Regions from separate parts of the Hordeum vulgare genome. Here region 1 is linked to region 2. A link is a contact called in public Hi-C data. All regions are on one chromosome and are shown on one strand. Each heading gives the region's core, a stretch centred on a gene start, on an enhancer-like site or on the middle of the called end of the contact. The rest is flanking DNA. Distances are from core to core; before and after follow the strand shown. Region 1 overlaps LOC123443675 (protein HASTY 1). Region 2 holds the start of LOC123443675 (protein HASTY 1).

The links. A called contact is a pair of places that touch in the nucleus more often than the background predicts.
Region 1: a Hi-C map of leaf shows a contact between it and region 2, with 1.7 times the contacts expected there. The contact joins the enhancer-like site here to the promoter of LOC123443675 in region 2. A contact is called at or near these places in 4 of 6 Hi-C or Micro-C datasets (leaf and seedling).

Annotation. Positions count from the first base shown.
Region 1 is chr3H:292,314,316-292,317,904 of MorexV3_pseudomolecules_assembly, forward strand. LOC123443675 (protein HASTY 1) reads left to right here. Exons shown (of 22, transcript XM_045120171.1): 18 at 63-295; 19 at 541-1,041; 20 at 1,151-1,445. Among protein-coding and RNA genes, the nearest start is that of LOC123443675, 35 kb to the left of the region's middle. Within about 2 kb of position 1,961, at least 1 of the 3 cell types and tissues checked has open chromatin away from gene starts, as enhancers often do. A contact at or near this core is called in leaf, where this site is marked.
Region 2 is chr3H:292,279,517-292,282,818 of MorexV3_pseudomolecules_assembly, forward strand. LOC123443675 (protein HASTY 1) reads left to right here and starts at 1,621. Exons shown (of 22, transcript XM_045120171.1): 1 at 1,621-1,920; 2 at 2,175-2,276. The coding sequence starts at 1,813.

The DNA.
Region 1 (3,589 bases), core at 711-3,210, 35 kb after region 2:
TTAGCCATTATACATAGGCTAATCTGATACTTTCTGTTTCCCTTTTGTTGCACAATCTTCAGCTGCTGAGATGTATACATGCACTTTGGGCCGAGCCATTTGCTCAGTCGCTGACAGGAGAAATCAAAGCGGCCAAAAGCATGACTATCTCGGAGCAGGCCAGTCTACTGGGAGAGACAAGTAAACTCACCAAGGGCCAGGTTGCACCTGCTGATGGATTACTGGATCTTCAAAGGGAGGGAGAGTCTAAGGAAAATAACATAAGAAACTGGTTACGAGGCGTCCGTGACAGTGGGTAAGGATTCTTAATTGGAGTACCGCAAATATTCACTTAGTATTTTTGAAGTTCTGTTGAATCCTCGTTCAATCTCAAAGAGCATTATTGGTACCACCTATATTGTTCATCAATTTGATATTCTGATAATCCTTGATGACTCAAGAACGGTTGAGCTACACTTTGCAGAAATTTTCATCTTGCATGTTAAGTAGTCATTGCTCCTGTAATCTATGTTTGACCCAAGTGAGAATACCATACTACAGGTACAATCTTATAGGATTAGCAGCTACTCTTGGTGAAGCATTTTTCCGATGCATAGATGGTTCCTCTGTCATCCTTGCTCTTATGGAGAATGTGCAAGTTATGGAGTTTCGTCATTTGCGCCAACTCATGCACCTTGCTGTTGTTCCTTTGGTTAAATATTGCCCTGCTGAACTATGGCAGATATGGACAGTGAACCTTCTGCAACCAATATTCGTTCACTGTCAGCAAGCTCTTGATTATTCATGGTCAAGTCTTCTACGTGAGGGCCGAGCTAAGGTTCCTGATAACTTCGGTAATCTTTCTGGGTCAGAACTTAAGGTTGAGGTGATGGAAGAGAAGCTGTTACGGGACTTGACTCGTGAAATTTGTTCTGTGCTTTGGGTGTTAGCATTACCTGGTTTGAATAGTGGACTTCCATCTTTGGAACAACTTGGACCTGTCAACCGGATTGATTTTTCTCTTAAAAGTCTGGAGTCATTTGCTTCCAGCTCTCTTACTGGGTACTGGAAAATTTTCCTGCCTCATATATGTGTTTACCTTAGTTCTTAAATTTCATCGAGTAACATCTCAACAAATGAACAAAGACTGACTGGTACTAATCATTCACAGATTTCTTATGCTTAATGCTGGCACTGCCCTGCCTGCTTTGAGAATAACTGTTGAAGTGTTCAGTTGGCCAGATAGTGAAGCAGTGACTAAAGTAATACCCTTTTGTGGTGCATTGATTCACCTTGCTGTTGCAACAAACCGGGCTGAGCTGAGGCAGTTTGTTGGAAAGGATCTATTTTCTTCTATAATACAGGGCTTATCTGTTGAATTGAATGCCGTTGTGAGTGCAGAGCTTATTGGACTTTGTCGAGAAATATATCTTTATCTATCAGACAAAGATCCTGCACCTAAACAGGTATTTTTTCTGAGATCATGACAGAGTATTTACTTGATGAAAATATGTTATTTGAGAATCATATCTTAGATAACTGTCCCTACCTCTCCAAGAGGTATTTAGACCCTGGAAGTGATTCTTATGCTATACATAACAGAGTGCTACCAAAGCTATAGCTAATTACGTGGTGTAAATAACCATGGTATATACTCCCTCCGTCCCAAAATTCTTGTCTTAGATTTGTCTAGAAATGAAAGTATCTAAATACTAAAATGTGACTAGATACATTCATATCTAGATAAATCTAAGACAACAATTTTGGGACGGAGGGAGTATAACTGTTGCTCTTATTTTGGATGACTTTGCTATTTAAATCTGATGCACCAACCAGTATAACCAAAAGATCGAACGGACGGGGAAGGTTGGGCAATCCACAAATAATTTAACACTCCCCCCACGTGTGACTCGATAAGGCCTAAACGTGGGCATAAAGAGGACTTTTTTAATTTATTTTAATTGCGAAAGCGGAGATTTGAATTGGGCTGTTGCAGTTATGGGTTGACTGTCTAATTGTCCAGGCTGTAATGATAGTATCTTGTATCTGTACCGGTGACTCACATTGTCTGCGCCCAGTAAAGTATGCTTGCTCTAATGACTTGTCCTTTCTCCCGTTAAAAGGTGGGCACCTTTCCCTAAATCTTCTCCCATGCATGCTGTTCTCCGGTTCTTCGTATTCCATCTTTTCCAGATCTATCTTAACCGAAGAAATAGAAACTTGAGAAGGAATACTGCTAAAAACCTACTTCTCTGTCAAATAAAACCTAGTTCACTCGCTAAAGCATCCATGGCTGAATGGTGAAATTGCCCACCAACTTGGAAAGGCAAAATTCTTCAAAAAGTTGCATGCATGGCTGAAAGTGAAAGCGTCGGCCAGCCTATAGTTCACTCGGTAAAGCATCCATGGTTGAATGGTGAAAGTGCCCACCAACCTAGTTCACTTGCTAAAGCATCCTTGGCTGAATGCTGAAAGTGCCCACCGACCTAGTTCACTCGATAAAGCATACACAATTGTTGCCCCGTATCAATCAGGGTGGTATCTGGTGGAAAATTACCACTGACCAACTATCCTTCAGCTGACCCGGTAGACGTCCTCCCGGTAATGCCAAGAGCTGTTGTTAGTAAGAGGTCCTTTTTTCCTTTTCTATAGAAGTTTTTTATGCTGCGCAGGTTTGACCCTATCCAAGATGCAAATTCTTGTATGTAGTTGCCAGTAAAAACTTAAGCTTGTTATTACGAGTAGTTCTTACGAAGAATCAGACTAATGACGTATACAATGCTGGAGTTATCGATGTTGAGTATATAAAGCAGATTGAGTAGTGAAGTCTTATGCTATGAATGCATAAGGAGGTCAAGAGTTCATATGTTGAGCTACTAAGTAAGCTGCTGCCTTTTATAGTAATGCGGAGTGATATAATCAATTAAATTCGATTGGTACCTCGAACTCCATTGGCTCCTTATCTCAACCCGGGATAAGAAGATAGATTGTACATTTCCTTGTTTAAACATGAGTTCAAACTCATTTCGCGTGCATCCAGCAGGAATTGAAGCCGCAAATTTACCACCAAGCAAAGCCAATGGTTTCTTGGTCATGACCAGCTAAAACGAAAGTGACATTAAAGAGTGTTTCCAAATCGAAAGTCCTTTATTTATATACAACACACACATATTCCTCTCTACGTGGGTAATGCTTGTTACAATAGAGAGAAAAAACCCTCCTCAAATCGTGAAAACTCACACTCACACTCTGACCTCCATCTTGATGTTGTTGTTGTTGGTGTTTGAATGTGGCTCGCGTTCATGGCGGTGCGTGGCTGTTCCTTGTGGGGCTCACTCATGCACCAAGCTAATAGGAGGTAGGGCTATGATGTGTTTGGATGTCGTAGGTTGTGGGGTGGTTGGCTGGTTGGTGCTGTAGGCGACAGAGTCGCTCGGCTTGCTCCATATATGGAGGTGGTGTAGGCTTTGTATGGGAAGTGGCTCGCGTGGTAGAGGGTGTCGTTGGTGCTTGGTTTGGTTGTGGTGTCCTGATCCGACAGGGTGGCCTGTCACGATGTGAGGTGTTGTGTTGGGGGTACGTGGCATTGACTCTGGCTGGTGACGTTGGA
Region 2 (3,302 bases), core at 371-2,870:
ACAAGAATTAGAAAGCTAACAAGAATTAGAGAGCTAACAAGCCCTAGTAAATACAAGGCATACCAAACTTTGACGTCTTAACGGGATCCCACGAAGGTGGCGGCTCGTCCACTCCCACTATAAACCAAGGCTCGGGTACCTATAAAAACCCAAAACAACTGGTCTAAGGTTTAGATAATCCAAGTACAACTATCCAAGGACAACTACAAATTGGAGAATGTTAATTCAGAATAAAACAGAACATCTCTACATTTTCCTTCCTTTTATTTGATGACAAAACATCATTATCAAATTGCACAGAACTTCTCTACATTTTCCTTCCTAAGAGTCCAACTAAATTGCTGTGTTGCAGCTTGGCTATTAACAACAACATCTTGTCCATGGGACTAAATTTGCATCACTAGTTGCTTGGCTATTAACATCAACATAATTGAGAAAGCATGTGTCGACATGTAAATATATAGCATCTTCTCTGACTAAAAGAAAGAGGGTGACCCTGGCAACACAAGTCTCAACTTGGCTTTGGTTTTTATTCGATGTATGTATTTGGAGAAATCATCACCTACAAACACAAGTACTAGAGCCACCTTGCACCCACTCTACAATAATCAAAGAAAGAGGGTGACCCTGGCAGTACAGACTCGAGTCATTTTGCACTGTAATGCATGTGAACTTGTCCTCCTCCTTCAACTCCAACATTTTAAAAAAAGCTGTTGTTGGTATTTCCATGGCTAACAAGTGGAGGATCTTGTAACCCATGCTTCGGTATGTACACCCAGCTTAAACTTCGACGCGTTCAAAATGAACCTGCTTCAGCTTTCACACACATTTCAGGGATCCTGCTCCAGCTTCCCAAGAGCCACACGAACGTGCTTCAGCTTCCAACAAAAAGGGATAAAAACCGCTGCAGATTAACTGTTCTCAACCCTGAATTACTCAGTCATATCATGGGTTCCAACGTTCAAAGCTTCACCTGAATTACAAATTCAATCCCTTTCGAGGTTCATACTACCATGCCTACAATAGCAAGAATGCTAGCATGCCAACGAGTGAAACCCTAGAAAAGGGGGAGGAGAGGGGAGGGATGAGATGGAACCAATCCTTACCGGCGAAGATGCCAGGTTACCGGAGCAATGAGTTCTGGCGTCGGAGGCGGCAGGGGCTGAGGAGGCAGGACCGACGGACAGGGTTGAGGAGGCCTGGACGAAGCCGACGAACGACGGACGGAGGGTGGAGGGCGGACGACGGAGAACGGAGGGCGGACGACGGAGAGGGGCGAAGGGGCAACGGTGGAGAGGAGCGAAGGGGCGACGACGGAGGGGGCAGGCGGCGCCGTCACGGAGGGAGGAAATTCGCGAGCTGCCCTTCGCGTCTGCTCTTACACGGGTATTGAGGATTTCAGACTTGTAAATTTAGGGATAGGCCGGTCTAATACCAGTAACAAACGGGCTATGAAGAATTTCAGAGATTTTTTTACCGAGCATGTAAAATACTCTAGATAAGGTGCAAATACCTGGGTAGCAAACGAGGCCTAAACGAGAGAACACGCACCGGCCAGAAGACACGCATCCAGCGAACGACGCATCCGAGGCAAACGCGCCACACGACCGCCGCGACCCTCGAGTGCTGCTGTCCTGCTGCGCACACACACATAAAACCCCACGCAACGCATCGCGACGAACACCGAAAACCCTAGCCTCCCCCCTCTCCCCGCGCCGTGGCGTTGCCCTACCACTCCCCGGCTCCGCACGGTAATGCCATCGACCTCCCGCTAGTCCCCCCTCCATTCCAGAAGGAATACCTCATCCAGAGATGGCCGCGGACTCTGCCGCGGCCTGCGTGGCGACGGCGATCTCCGCTGTGATGGACTGGCGATCCTCTCCCGACGCCCGTAACGCCGCCTTCGCCTATCTCGAATCGGTCCGTGCTTAGCCCCGTCCTCCTCCTAATCCCTGTTTCGCGCACATGTCTGCTTGTTGTTGCTTCCGTGTCTGTGGTGACGTTGGTGGTGCTGCCAATGCACATTTCTTCTGTTATTACTAAGGAAAAAACTTTTAGTACCCTTTCTAATCTTCCGTAATACCAAGAAAAAACTTGGTACTGTAGTGCTCCATTGCTAAAAATGTAATGCTGTTCGGGGCCAATGGCATGACAATGAGACCTGCCAATTGCAGGTAAAAAGTGGAGATGTCCGAGCGTTGGCGGGCACATCTTTTCTATTGGTTCGGAAGCATCAGGCTTCAGAGATCCGGCTGCATGGGTTTAAAATGTTGCAGGTGAACTCTGCATCATATAAATCGCGATCTTAGTGATTGATCTTGTCCTGACTGCTTTAGAAACCCAAACTATTCGACCATTTTTTTTTTGCTTCCATGCACTGTTCATCAGTCAGCATGCACTTTTACGTAACGGGGGCAATTGCATTCCTATTGCAGAAGTTAGAAATAGTGTATATGCAGACTTGGAAAACACACATTAATATACCATAGAAACATGTTAATCTATTAAAAAGTTGTAAACCCTTTCTATCTATATTATTCTTGCGTATGTGAGTAGATTTGTTGCAAGTGATTGATGTAGTAGGTGTAAGAGGAATAGTGTGATGCAGATTTGGCTAAGTGACTAGTGATCTCATATAATGCCGACAAGGCAAAATAGGAAAATATCTGCAGAGTATGTCATGAAATCGAAGAACTATCTTGAAAATATAGAATAATGGAATACCATTCTTGGGTACAAGAAGTTGTGCGTAAACTATTTAAATGCAGGACTATTGTAAGTTGTAAATGTGAATTCGTGCAGCTTTTACTACCCTCTGATGTTTTCTGATGGTGGTGCTGTAAACACCTGGTTCGGTAAATATTTACTTGGTAACAGTTTTTAGTGGCAAATATTCAAATGTTTGCACAATGAGCCAATAAGGTATGACTAAATTTGTGGATTTATCACTGTAATGCAATAATCTGGAAATGGTGTTGCTTTGAGTGTGTTCTGTTCTGATAGTCAAAATAACCAAGTGGAAAAAGCAATGTAGCATTTGACGTTTTAAGAATCGGTGTTCTGTTAGTGTGTATGCTGCCTTAGAAGCTGTGTATTGATTTGAGACATCAGAATTTCTTTGATTATAATCAAGGAAAGAACTTGACTCAATAGTTTACTTCCAGATATTATTTTATATTTCTGTGCTTGCTGGCATGCATCGTAACCAATGTTCAGGATATCGGTAACTGGTACCATACCGGTCGGGTGCTGAGTAGGGATTAATCGGTGAATCGGCCATTTAACTTAATTTATTGGTAACC